Regions from separate parts of the Felis catus genome. Here region 1 is linked to region 2. A link is a contact called in public Hi-C data. All regions are on one chromosome and are shown on one strand. The core of a region is the stretch at or near the end of the contact, and the rest is flanking DNA. Distances in the headings are between cores, read along the strand shown. Region 1 overlaps PLPBP (pyridoxal phosphate homeostasis protein). Region 2 holds the start of BRF2 (transcription factor IIIB 50 kDa subunit).

Region 1 (6,822 bases), core at 4,272-6,771, 53 kb before region 2:
AGCTCAACGTCCCCACTGAGCAGGTTGAGCTGAGTATGGGCATGTCCATGGACTTCCAGCATGCGGTAAGTGTCCTCCTTGCCCTGTCCGCCCAAGGGGAGGGCCCGAAAGGCCGCAGGAAAGCAATGTTTGCCGGAGAAACCTTCGAAACGCCTCATCATGGCAATAGAGCAGCCAACAGCAGTGGCCCTCAACTGTCCCAACATCCCCCACCCCCTTCTTTTCTGAAATGAGATGTATAGAAATTACGGCCTGACACATAACTCTCCTAAACTCCATCTAATTCCCTAAGGGGATTCTAAAGAAAAATCAGAAGGGACACCTGGCTGGCCCAGTTGCTAGAGCATGCGACTCTCGATCTCTGGGTTGTGAGTTCAAGCCCCATGGTGGGTGTAGAGATTACTTAAAAACAAATAAACTCTTTTAAAAATTATAGCTCAATTTCTTATTTTTCTTTCTTTATTTTTGGGGCACCTGGATGGCTCAGTCGGTTAAGCATCCGACTTTGGCTCAGGTTGCCGTCTCATGGTTCGTGAGTCTGGGCTGTGCGCTGACAGCACAGAGCCTGCTTTGGATCCTGTCTCCCTCTCTCTCTGCCCCTCCCTGGCTCACTGTTTCGCACGTGCGCGCTCTCAAAAATAGACTTTTTAGGGGCACCTGGGTGGCTCAGTTGGTTAAGTGTCCGACTTCAGTTCAGGTCATGATCTTGTGGTTCACGAGTTCGAGCCCCGCGTCGGGCTCTGCGCTGACAGCTCGGAGCCCAGAGCCTGCTTCGGATTCTGTGTCTCCCTCTCTCTGACCCTCCCCCCATTCATGCTCAGTCTCTCTCTGTCTCAAAAATAAATAAACATTAAAAAAAAATTTTTTTTAATAGACTTTTTAAAATTATAGTTTAATTTCTTATTTTTCTTTCTTTCTTTGTTTTTAAGTAATCTCTACACTCACTGTGGGGCTGGAGCTCATGACCCTGAGATCAAGAGTCACACGCTGTACCGACTGAGCCAGCCAAAGGCCCCTAAACTGTAATTTTTTTTAAAAGCATCGCACCGTATAAATGTTTGGGCATGGATGTGTGACAGTGAGTCCTAATGAAATAGTCTGGAGTTCATCTTACGGGTAGATTCACAACAGCTGTAACTATATGCTAAGAGAGGTGTGTGGCTCTGGAACAGTAAATAACTTGATCAAGTTCTAAAAACCAAAGTGTCAACCTCACTGTGTGTATCCAGTAGTTGCAGTCTCGGAAAATCATATATATCAAAACGGTGCAAAAATGCTTTGTGTTTATAAGTGAACTGGAATTCGGTCCCATGCTCAAACAATTACTGGGAGGTTTTTTCTTCTGACAATGGAACGTTAGAAAGGGGTGTGGGCTGTCAGACAACCCTTCGTTGTGCCACTGTGTCTCAGTCACACAAGGTGACACGTCTTAACAGCCCAAACTCAATGGCAGTCATGTCCCCTAGTCACTGTGACAGCCAAGGAAATCCTGACTTCTTAAACACACCCCTAGAGGTGCTGTTGTCCCAAAGGGAACCCCTGCCCTGCACCCCTCTTCAGCTGCCTCATCCTTGTTCTTCATAGAAGCCCCTCCAAAGCCAGAACGAGAGGCGGGACTTCAGCATTTGCTGCATGATTTTAAACTCAGCCCTTGATACTCTCTCTTCTTTCCCACAGATTGAAGTAGGATCTACGAATGTCCGAATAGGAAGCACCATTTTTGGAGAGCGAGATTACTCCAAGAAACCTGCCCTGGACAAGTCCCCGGCTGACCTGAAGGCCCCAGTGGAGGTGGCCCAGGCACACTGAGCCCAGGCACAGCCAGCCGTGGCTCGTGGCCCGTGGGCCTGTCCAGGAACACTAACTATGCACTTACCTGGTCTCCATTTTGGTATTCCCCGTGTCACAGCACAGCCATGCTCTCCTTGTGACCTGGAGAGAGCGCGCTAATGATGGTGGGTGTTGATGGGAACCGTGTGTACTTGGGATCTGACATAAGAAGCTCACTTCAGGTAGTGGCTTTGGATGGGGTTTGAGAAATCCAGACATTTCTGCAAAACAGGTATCAAATCAGTAGCCAGGAATCGAGTTCACTATTGAATCCTGCCCAGGAGCACCAACCAACCCACAAATGCCTTCCCCAGGTTAAAATGTGGTCACTCATGCCTATAATCACCAAAGTGAGAGGGATTCCCATTTGTCATCCACGTTAATGGAAAGTCCCTTCATGCAGACCCCCTACTGAGTAATCACCTTTGCTGCTCTGGGGCAAAGTGATTTCTGCCCCCAGGTTTGACTCCACTCAGTAAATATTTGTCCCTACTCTGGAATGACAGTGCAGGTAACTTCAGGAGCTGGCTCAAGGTAGTGCTGCAAACCCAAATCACATTGATCAGAGGTTATGTCATTGGTTACCTCGGTGGTCCCTGTGGACCCTGAAAACTACAGGGGTAAAATAAAGGGACTTGGGCCTTTCGAATATCCTCCTGAAGAGACAGGGCTCTCCTCAATGAGAATTAAATGCTATGATTTGTTCTCCACTCTAACCCTCTTAATGGTGATTTCTTATCTCAAAGGCCAGTGACTCCTTCTCAATCTCTAGGCAGCCTCAAAGACCAGCCCCACAGTGAGTGTAGCTCCCCAGAAACTCCTTTAAGGCCAGTTCAGGCCCACAGTTCCAACAAGGCCTGGCTTTGAGGTTCCTGTTCCTGCAGAGCATTTTCCAGGCACCTCTAAAGCCCTTCCTCGTCCCCACTGCCCTGCTATATATATAAGCCAGAATTTGGCAACTTCTTGATTGTTAATAAAGTAGCAGCAAGGTCTTCAAACACCAGAAAGCACAATTCTCAGATATCCATAACAGATGACTTCCGTCTGGGTGGTTTATTTTCTAGATGTTTTTTTCCTTATTTATTCAAGCCCCAGTCTTCATTTTATGAAATAACTTTCAGAACATGATGCTGCTGCTGCTGAATGTAATTTTGTAAAACTTAAACCATTATGATTCCTGCACTGTTTCAGTCAGAGCTATAACATGTCTCAGAGTCTAGTAAATAAAAATGTGAGTTTGAATTATACCATCTGTGCCAATTACAAAGCAATTAAAAGATTTATTTTTTATGACCCTGTGTAACGAGTGAGTATTAACAGAAGCGGGTCATTGGAACCAACAGGTAGCAGCTGTGCCCATCACTTGACATTGTGCCAGCCTGGCTTCAGAGGAGGGCTTCCCTTGAGTCCCAGATGCAGCCAAAGCCACACAGTGGATGAGACAGCAATTCTGAACTTCTAAAGGCAAGAAAAGGAAATGTTGGCATTTCAGGAATTACCAAAATCAAGAGCTTACTAACCTCTTACTGCAAGAACCTGTATTCTAAGTGGCCTCTAGATGGCGACATTGGCTAACCTGTGGGCAAGCACCGGGGTTCCCAGCTCAGCAAATTTCCTGGGAGGGGCCCCTCACCCTTAGTCTCACCCCTTCAGAGAGCAGGAGCGGAGGCCAAAGAGCACGATTTTTCCAAGTGATGTGACTGACTCTTGCGGCACCGCTAGGTTCTTCCAGATGCCTCATTTCTTTGCTACCTGGGCTAGTGGCCTGACGGTGGCCGTGGAGCACTTTGGGAGAGGGGAACTGGTCTAACTAAGCTTAATAAAGAACTCTCTGGATTGTGCCTAGAGATTGAGAGCAGTGAAAGAGGCGAGCCAGGGCCTGATCAAATGCAGATAAGGAAAGGGAAACCACGGTAAGTCTGTCCAGTGTACCCACAGCGGAAAGAAAATTGAACAAAATTGTGACTTTGGTTTTGTTATACATGACAGGCAGCAGGTAGAACACTCCCAGATTTTCATCAGATCAGTGATAGCATCCCCAGCAAGTTTCCCGGGTCCCCACAGCATGCTGTTCGGGGCTGACCCGCCACTCAGCCTAGCATTCTCTGTGCCACCAGCTGCCAGGGCCGGTGTCTGCCTCAGAAGGTTTGGATGCTCAAAGGCTCCCAATTAGCCCGCAAGGCTTTGTCCTGGAAAACTTCCTCCTAGTTTCTAGCTACTGCATCTCTATGACTCGAATCATACTCTGCTCCCCGCACCTCACTTTCTAAGGAGGCACATAGAGTGCTCTCCCCTATATTCTCTCATTTTGCCCTCACAGAAGTTGGTAGGATAATTTAGGCTACATGGTGGTGTCCCTTTGTGGACAGAGTGCTGAGTCCCAGAGAAGGTTCTGCACTCCTTTTTTTTTTTTTTTTTTTTTTAATGTTTATTTTGGGAGAGACATTGGGGAGGGTCAGAGAGGAGAGACAGACTCCCAAGCAAGTTCCACACCATCAGTGCAGAGCCCGACACAGGGCTCGACACAGGGCTCGAACTCATGAACTGTGAGCTCATGACCTGAGCAGAAGTCAGACACTTAACCGACTGAGCCACCCAGGTGCCCTGCACGCTCTTCTGAGGGTAGAGTGGGTCAGTGGCAGAGCAAGAAATAAACTCCGGGCTCTTGATTCCCCGTCCAGAGCTGACTTATAATGATTGGTAAGCGGCATATTCTTAGATTTATAGGTTTCAGTTAAGAGAAGCGTATTCCCGTTAAAGAACTGTATGCTTTTAGTCTATTGCAGTTGTGCAAAACTGACACATCTTTAATGCAGAACAAACTCTGAAACCACAAGCAGTGAGGATGAGCAGGGAGGAGAGAATTAAACCCAGCTTGAGTGGAACCCAGCCTCTCCCTTCTGTCATCCTGTTTCCCTAACACACATCTTCCCCCCCCCCCCCCCCATTCGAACTATCCCATGGGCCACGAGGCCCAGATCGGGTCGTGCAGAGCAGTGCCCTTTTCCCCTTTGAGCCAGACTGGCAGGAAATTGTGTTCCCCACGGCTACATGGGGGAATGAGGTCAAATGGGACATTCTTAAAACCCAAGGCACTTCTTTCCTTCTGAAAAGCAGTGGCCCCGTGCTTCCCACCAAAGCTCTGCACAGGAAGGACTCGCCCACCAATTCCTGAAGGGCTGTGATAAGGGTGGATGTCGTCAGTGGTGCAATTGGAACTGATTTGCTGTGGGAACTGTGACCGTCTTTACCATGAAATCAGTCAAATTGCTATTACATCAGCCTCATGACTAAGGGCAAAAGAATCCAAACCGTCCACCAAGAAGTTGTACTAATCTGCCCTCTCCCTGCAAGAAGCCTATAGGTAAAAAAGAAAAGGGCTTCCTTTTCCAGCCAGTTTGCATCAATGGGCATCCGCCGTCGCCGTGGCCGTGTGCTGTTGAGGGGCTATACACAAGGTAGGGGGCCCTTGAACTTCACCTCCTCTCCTTTAATCACTTTAAGGGTGCAAGAGACCTCAGAGCTAACACTCTTTGCCTGGTAAAGTCCAGCACAGATGAACATTTAAAATGGAATATGCTAGGGACTAAGGGGAGGGGGCTTTGGGTACCTTTCTTGTATTTCAAATAGGTTTTCCGAGCTCACAAAGGAGCAGAAGCCACTCCTTGGGTGCCTGAGTGCCTTCCTAAGCTGCACTCCGGGGGCTCCATGCGCCCCCTGCCAGGACCTCCCCCCCCACTCCGCCCCACCCCGCCCAGGCGCCCCAGCTCAGCGCCGCCCTGAGGCTCTCAGACTCCGCAGCAAAGCTTGACCCAGCTGCCAATCTCCACAATAAAATCAATGTGTGACCTTACTCGCCAGCTGTACCGAAGAAACTAGCACAAACCAGGGCCAACTTTGAAGCCAAGAAGGGAAGATGAGAAGTTGGGAGAGAGAGAAAGAGGGGGGAAAACTTGGCTGGACTTGAAAGGTGTCTTGTCTGTCTGTTCCCCATTAGGCGCAATCCTTTTGCAATCTGCCGCCTCGACATAATTCTCTTGACCAGAAACTCTCCAGAGAGATAGTGTCAGAAGGAAAAACAAACAGAATAGCATCTCTGACAGCAAAGTCACTTAAAAACCTATTTGGGGGAGGGAGGGGAGAGAAGAGATGTCAGCACGTAGGGGAGGGCGCTCCACAGCAGGCCACGTGTGCAGACACGGCTTACCCTGGGAAGGGACAAGGACAGGAAGGGGAGCCCAGGCGAGGACAACCCCAGGAAGGGAAACTCCAAGTCCTCTGCCCTACGAGCCCCTCTCATCAGAGATGCACTTTGTCTGGCTTTCTCACCTGTGCCCTCAACACCAGAATCCACAGTGCTGGGCTTTTTACGGCCCCGTGATGCACCGAGAGAGATTCAGAAGGACTGTCTTCAGGGGGTGGGGGGAAAGTGGTCCCAACCTCTCCTGCCTCACTTTCCCATTGCTGACCGCCACCTGCAGCAGAAGGCTGAGAACCCAGCTCTCCCCGTAAGCTGGCAGTCAACTCCCCCCGGCAGCAAAGACCCTTCTCCCCAAGACCCTTTGACTTGACTTTGAGCTCAGCCACCTAGTGGCCTAGTGTTGGGGAAGGCAGGCCCCACCCTTCGCCGGCGGGAACCCAGAGGGTAAGGAGTGGGGGTACAGGGGCAGGAGAGGGCACAATTCGGGGCTCAAGTTTCTGGGGCAGGCGTCCTGTTATAGGAGAAAACTTTTTTTAAAAGGAAGAAAAACTAATCAGAAAAAAGAAGCAAGAGCTTTTCCCTGCCTTTCAGACTTGTTTATTACTAGGATATCTGATTTCAGCAGAGGAAGCCGGCACTGAAGCAAGGTTTTTATTGGCCGTGAGCAAGAGGAATTCAGGGTTTGCCTCTGATTTGGCTTCCCCAGAACAAGCAGCGCTGAAGAGTGTTCACTCGCTGCTTTCATGGAGCAGCTTGGTGCTTCGGGGGCCCCCAGAACTCCCGCTTTCTGC
Region 2 (7,343 bases), core at 248-2,747:
TGATTCAGAGCCAAGCCAAAGTGTGATCTGGGATGCTTAAATCAACCTTTAACATACCCCTGACAAACCCACACTGTATACTGAATTGCCGCCTCTCTTAGACCATCTCCATTCTTTATTTCGGACTACCATTCTCTTCTACTCTACCTTACATAGCAATGCTGAAATCAGGAAAAGCAAGAGGATGGGCTGGACCATCAGAAGAATTTTCTTTAAGGCCACTGTATCATAAAAGGTTGAGTCTCACCTCGTTGCTGGCTGCGGCTAACTTGATCGTTTTCCCCTGTGCTTCGGGAATATGTTACTTCTGTAAGATAAGGGACAACAAATAGCTTTGTTTAGCCTTTATTCACCAGACCCCTGGCCTCCCACCACACAAAACCAGGGAGAATTCATATCATTAGGCTCTGCTCCCTGTCTCATGAAGGTGCCCATTTTTGCACATTAAAAGTCCATCTGGTTTTCTACGTTCACAAGCAGTATCAAATACAGAGACTGAGGGGTGCCTGGGTGGCTCAGTCGGTTAAGCGGCCGACTTCGGCTCAGGTCATGATCTCACGGTCTGTGAGTTCGAGCCCCGCGTCGGGCTCTGTGCTGACAGCTCAGAGCCTGGAGCCTGTTTCAAATTCTGTGTCTTCCTCTCTCTGACCCTCCCCCGTTCATGCTGTCTCAAAAATAAACGTTAAAAAAATTTTTTTTAAAAAATACAGAGACTGAGGAAGGTTAAGACTGCACTAAAGTGGCTTCAAGAGTTCCAAATTTGCAGCCATCCCTCCTGTATATCCAATCCAGGCAATTTTCCTGATTGCTGATTTTGAGGGCTGCACTGGCCAGGGACTCAGAAAGAAAGAAAGAAAAAAAAAAGATGTGTTTATCGATTACGGCTAAAGGCTCCTTCGGGCTCATACTTTGTCCGCACTTGTAAAGAATTCCATCGGTCCGTCACACCCAAACTAGATAAATTGAGTGAAACTCTGTTTCTCTGTTTCATTTGGTCGACGTTTATGAGACCTAATGCATGCCAGATACCGTACCAGGTGCTAGAAAAACGCGGAGGAATGGCCGTCCCTGCCCTCCTGCAGCGCTCATTCACTTTAGGTCACTTTCTCCCGTAGTTAAGTGTACACGTGACAACGAGAGGGCGTGAGAGGAATAAGAGGAATCTGATGTCAATCCCTCCACCACCCAGCCTATACCCACGGCCCTGGAAAGGCCGGCACAAATACCTCGGAGGTTGCCCTCGTCGCTGAAGGTGGTAGTAAGGACTCCCTCGGTGACGACGCAGCCACAGTCTGAGCACACCAGCTGGCTCTGCGAATAGTGAGAGTCTTCCACGAGCTCAGTGGAGCCGCAATCGGGGCACTGGCCTCCGCCCGGCATGTCACAACCCAGAGTCTCGGAAGCTTTTCAGATATCTACTCGCACGTCCGCAACAGCAGCAGCGCGGAAGCCGGTACTAGGAGAGGAGCCTTCTAAGCGCTGCACCTTTCTCTTCCGGCCAGAGCAAACGCGGTTTACATAGGTAGTTCTGTACGCCGGCGGAGAGCCACTTCCGGTCCGGGTCTCTGCAGCCTCGGGTAGAAACGTGAGCTAGGAGAGAAGGTTCCTGGTGTGGACCGCGTCTTCGCCTTGCCTTCCCCCGGCGTCTGCGGTCGGTTTGAAGTGGGCCAGACCGGAGCGGGGGAGTTGAATTTAGGTGAGATTTCTTCTCACGTGGACACACATAACAGACAAGAAATTGTGGCCATTCCCAAACAAGTCTAACTTCTGAAATGCTGGGGGAATCGTAGATTCTCTGTTACTCTTTGGTAACAAATGTTGATTTTCGCCATAGTACAAAGTATGGTGAGAAAGCAGGAAATTATGTTCTACTCTCCAGAGTGGCTTTCCCAGGCAAGTTGTTTCCTGTCTATGCAGTCTATTTTTCTCAACTATAGAATGAGGGAATTGAATTAAAATCCAGAGTGACAGGGGCGCCTGGGTGGCTCAGTCATTTAAGCGTCCAACTTCAGCTCAAGTCGTGATCTCACAATTCATGACTTCAGGCTCCCTTTCGGGCTCTGTGCTGACAGCTCAGAGCCTGGAGCCTGCTTCAGATTCTGTGTCTCCCTCTCTCTCTGCCCTTCCCCCCTCCAAGCGCTTGCGCGCTCTCTCTCTCGCTCGCTCTCTCTCAAAAATAAACATTAAAAAAAAATTTTTTTTTTTAATCCAGAGTGGCAAACTCAAATGCTTTCAGAGACTAGGCAAGGAATATCCAAGGGAGTTGATAGTGAAAGAATATGGAGTGATGAGGCTTTGGGCAAACTGGAGGGTTCAAGCAGATGTAGATGTTTTTGTTTTTGTTTTTTGGGGGTTTTTTTTTGTTTTTTTTTTTTAATGTTTATTTATTTCTGAGACAGAGAGAGACAGAGCATGAGAGGGGGAGGGGCAGAGAGAGAGGGAGACACAGAATCTGAAGCAGGCTCCAGGCTCTGAGCTGTCAGCACAGAGCCTGACGTGGGGCTCGAACTCACAAACCATGAGATCATGACCCGAGCTGAAGTCGGTCGCTCAACCGACTCAGCCACCCAAGCGCCCCCAGATGTAGATGTTTTAAAACCGAGCTTAAGCTGTGCTTTAAGATATTCCAAGATTCTGCTACAAAGTTCCTAGCTTGCTATAGTATAACTCAGAGAATCTTGAACAAAATTGTGCCTCTAGTGATGCTATCACAGAAACCAAGCTTACAAATTTAAAATTATGTATGTTATGTTTGAATATAAATTAAAAGTCGCCAAAAGAGTCATGTAATCACAGTCGTTAAGAATAAAGATTTTAACGCCTGAAAGGTTTAATCCATTGTGTCTGAAAAATAAGAAAGTTGAGTTAAATGACAAGGACCATCAAAGTCTGTCCAGATGACTCCAAGAAAGCAGATGGGAGTCATCACAGCACGTGCCTAAAGTGTGTGCGGGGAATCTGTTTCTCAGGCCGACAATGGAGAATTAGGCTCCTGGCATCAGCAGATTTTAGGAGCTGTTCTGGGCTTAATTTCAACCTTACATTGGGGGTTGGGGCCGGAAGGTAAGATCAGCACTTTTCCCTGAGAACAGAAAATGTTTGGACAGCTCCTGTGCAGAATGGATTGAGGAATACGGATGTTTTGTCAGCCCCTTAACAAATTGGGATACTCCCTTGAGGAATAAGGTACAGGTTACAGGTTACAAGATAAGATACAACTGCCTTCCTTAGAAGACTAATAAATTCTGCGTCCTAGAACTGAAAAGATTTCAAAATAAAAAATGGCGCTTACTAACCTGAAGAGACAGACGACACAGTGACCATGTACCCAGAGAGACCTCAAAGGATTGGGGCCTCAAAAAAGAAAGGGATCTGAGGAGACAGGGCGGTAGGTTCTTTTGAAAGAGCTGTAATCAGTGGTCGGTACAGAGGACTCTCTGTATGCCTAACGAGACTGTGAGTTCCCTGGACCACAGTGGGGAACAAGGGCATCTCTGACACAAAGATTGCGTATTACCTGCAATCCAAGCATCAGCTTTCCCCGCTTCAAATGTTGCTTACCTTTAGTATAAATTGGGAAGGAGGTGCTGTGCCTTACAAGGATTGCCCGTTCAACGGAAGCCCCTCCGGCTCACAAGCACCTCCCCCTCTGCTCACAGCTGTTCCCCTCCCTTACTACCGCACGACAGAATTTCCTGCACCTCGGATCTCTGTGGGCTAGCCGCATGCTCTCCCACTGACCAGTCGTCAGTTGACCTGGGAGCACAGAGCAGCCAGACTTCCATTTTCTCCTTTTCCGTACCAGTATCACGAGACCGTTCATGCACCTTGCTGAAGGGTGGAGGAACTTAAGGTGATCGTAACATAAATGAGAAGTATGTTTGTAAAATGGGAAATTTCCTAAGACTCTCCTCACAGTTCAAGAGGTAAGCATTTAGAGAACAACCAAACCATGGGTGCCTGGGTTGCTCGGTCAGTCGAGCCTCTGACTCTTGATTTTGACTCCGGTCATAATCTCACGGTCATGATCTCACGGCAATGAGATGGAACCTGTGTCGGGCTCCCACACCCATGGAGCCAGCTTAAGACTCTACCTCTCCCTCTGCCCCTCCCTGGCTCGCTCTATCTCTCTCAAGAGAAAATAATAATAATAACAACTAAATTTAAAAAAACAACCAAACCAAAATACCTTCAAAAGCGGTCACCCCCCTCTTTTCCAGTTTCTTTCCTTGATGTGCATACTTAAATATACCACCCCATCCCCAAAAGACTGCTTTCTCAGAGCATGCGGACCTCTTCTTTTTAGAGAAGTCCCACCTACTACCCCAGGACTGGATCACACTGGAGCGTTCACCTCCTTCCCCCAACCCAAGATACAGTAATCCCCAACAGTTCATTCCCTTACATTTGAATTACTTGCTCCAGCCCCACACCACAAGGGGGCTTCAACACAATAGCTCTGGGTGGGCACTGGCATTCAAAGTCTCCTCTAGACTTGCCCACTAGTGCGAGGTGTGTGATAAGGATTTACTTCTGGCTGTCCAGCAGATAAATTCTGATAATTCCGGCATGCTTGTGTGTGCACAAAACACCCCTCAGAGACATCCATTAGTTTTAGACACTACAGTCGACATCCCTACGGGGGTGGGGAAATATGTTCCCAAGAGCAACATAATTGCACTGGGAGCGGTTCTTTACATTACCCTACAGAACAGCATCAGACTCCTCCCACCCCCAATTTTGTGCAGATCTTGAACCTAACTACATTAAAAAAAAAAAAAAAAGTGGGATTTTACTAGAGTCCTCTGCCCATGAAAGTCGCGTTAAAATTCTTCTTTTCCCAACATTACTCTTAGTAAAATGGAAGAGCGGTGTTACGATCCTTCAACCAGCGCCTATAAGGGGTAGCGGAGTGAGTGATTCTCTTTTCCAGTCACAAGTGTGTGATACCCCAAGGGCCTGGCCCTCAGACAGGCTGGGAGGTAGGCAGAACCCAGACCAGAAGATGGCGCTCTCTAGTAAGACTTGAAAGTCCACGGGCGCCTGGCTGACTCGGTCAGTAGAGCGCGCAACTCTTGGGGTCCTGAGTTTGGGCCCCCCACTGGGGGGTAGATTGTACTTAAGATTTACAAAAACCAATTTTAAGGCTTGTAAGTCTGGGGTTCTCCACTCTCTGAGGAAGAAGTTCATTTATTTGCCTTTCTCTGGAAATTAGGACCGACACAACCTCCTAGTGCCCTTCCTGCTGTTATAGCCTCTTCTAAGAGTTACCGTCATTCAGTGATAGTGATGATCTGTTTACCAGATGCTCCTCAAACCCCTCTCCCCCATGCCACCCCCACCCCCCACCCCAGCCTCTGAAACTGGAACCATGTTTCTTGTCTCTGTATAACCAGTGCCCACATGGTGCCTGGCACACGGGCTTCTGGAATGCAGAGCGCCCAGAACGTGTGGATTTGAGTAGAAAGCTACTGGGGAGGGGAGGCTGTTGGAAAGGCTGCCCCAACCATGGTCCAGATGTGAAATACGGACCTCAAGCCACAGTTCTTTCCAGAGAGGAGAGGGGAAAGGAAGACACTGCTGCTGTGGGGGCTGAAGGACACACGTCCTCCTTCAGTTAGATGTGTGTATTCTACTTAGTTGTTCGCCCGTCTAGCTCTCCCTCTGATTGCAAGTCTTTGTGAGAATATGTGGCTTTGTCGTCCCGGTGTCCAGGGGCCACCTTCTACACTGAGGGCTGGCATTCAGTGAGGAGCTAGTCCACTCCTGTGAACACCTGTCCCAGGTGGGCCTGTAGGAAGCAACAGCTTCTAAGACTAAACTTCTCTGAGACAAGACGATTCTAATTTAGAACAAATCACCAGGGAGAGCTAGGCTGCCTCTGCTCCTTAATCTGGCCTCACCCCTGGGCTCCTCCCAGCTCAGTGGACTGAAAGGAAACCTTATCACTCTGAGCCAGTTTCACTCCGAGCCCTGAGGACACGCTCTCCTGTCACACTAAGCCTGGCAGGTGGCTCGGGCTGAGCAGTCTTTCTGACTGGATTGCCTTCCCATCACCTCAACTCTTTGGTGGGAACTCAATCTTCTCTACCGCTCACGGTGAGACCGCTATGGCCTACAGCACGAACTACCTAAATCCTGCTGCCAGCTAACTCCCCTTGCTCATATCCGCCTCCTCCTTTTGCATTGTTCATGCCATCCCCATTACACACATCGCCTTTCCTGGGCTGAGGATTAATGTGTTCCATTTCTTGCACTCTGAGGAACAAAGGCATCCGATAACTCTAAGGTGGTCCCAGGCCACCATTCGCTGCACAGACTGAGAGCATGAATACCAGTCAGCTTACTTACCTGGAACGTCCCTCCTCAGGGAGGCTGTGGCTTAGCTGGCCTCATCTTGAGAGGGAATCGAGTCATACCATTTCCCCGCCTGCGCCAGTCCTCCAGGATCCCAAGAGAATTACAACATGATCTCCTTGACTCCCAAAGTGATCCTAGACTAGGGGTTAGCAAACTCTGTAAAGGGCCAGATAGCAAATATTTAGGCTTGGCAGATGATAAGGTCTCTGTTACAACCCCTCAAGTCTGCTTTTATAACGTGGAAACAGCCATAGACAATTATGGGAACAAATGAGTATGGCTGTATTCCAGTAAAACTTTGTGGACACTGACATTTGAATTTCATGTAATGTTCGTGTGTCATGAAATACTGTTGTTTTAATTGTAAGAATTTCAGTATTCGGTGTGGTGTTGTTGACTATGCCCATCATTCTGTACATTAGATCTCCAGACTTATTCATTTTATGTTAAAAAAAAAAAAGCAAAAATCATTCTTGCCTCGAGGGCCATATAAAAACAGGAAGCAGGCGGTATTTACTGACCCCTGTTCTAGACCTCCAGGTCAGACAGACAAGGAGTTCAAATCTGTTCTTTTTTTAATTTTTTTTTTGCTTTTTTTTAAAGTTTATTTATTTTTGAGAGACAGAGAGGGAGGAAGGGGCAGAGAGAGAGAATCCCAAGCAGGGTCGACACTGTCAGTGCAGAGCCCGTTGAGGCGCTCGATCTCACCGACCTGAGCTGAAATCAAGAGTTGGACACTCAACCAACTGAGCCACCCAGGTGGCCCGAAATCTGTTCTTAACTACTCACTGTGCCACCCCAGGGGAACTAAAACTCTCCCCATGTCTAGGACTCTGTTTCCTCATCTGCATGATGGAGATATTATCTACCTTGATGAGAATTAGAAATAGTACCTGTCAGCGTGTAGTGACTAGTAAGAATACAAATGCTTAATGCAAAGATGCTGTTGCAGTCAAAGCTAGCCTGAAGGGCACTTGATAGGC

Evidence for each region. A called contact is a pair of places that touch in the nucleus more often than the background predicts.
Region 1: a Hi-C map of fibroblasts shows a contact between it and region 2, with 8 times the contacts expected there. The contact joins the enhancer-like site here to the promoter of BRF2 in region 2. A contact is called at or near these places in 2 of 3 Hi-C or Micro-C datasets (fibroblasts and skin fibroblasts).

Annotation. Positions count from the first base shown.
Region 1 is chrB1:44,751,415-44,758,236 of F.catus_Fca126_mat1.0, reverse strand. It overlaps PLPBP (pyridoxal phosphate homeostasis protein), which reads left to right. Exons shown (of 8, transcript XM_006930724.5): 7 at 1-65; 8 at 1,678-3,123. The coding sequence ends at 1,809. Among named protein-coding and RNA genes, the nearest start is that of ADGRA2, 16 kb to the right of the region's middle. Within about 2 kb of position 5,521, at least 6 of the 10 cell types and tissues checked have an H3K27ac peak or open chromatin away from gene starts, as enhancers often do.
Region 2 is chrB1:44,693,596-44,700,938 of F.catus_Fca126_mat1.0, reverse strand. BRF2 (transcription factor IIIB 50 kDa subunit) reads right to left here and starts at 1,497. Exons shown (of 4, transcript XM_003984785.5): 1 at 1,227-1,497; 2 at 248-307. The coding sequence starts at 1,380. ADGRA2 (adhesion G protein-coupled receptor A2) reads left to right here. Exons shown (of 21, transcript XM_023252613.2): 20 at 6,693-6,698.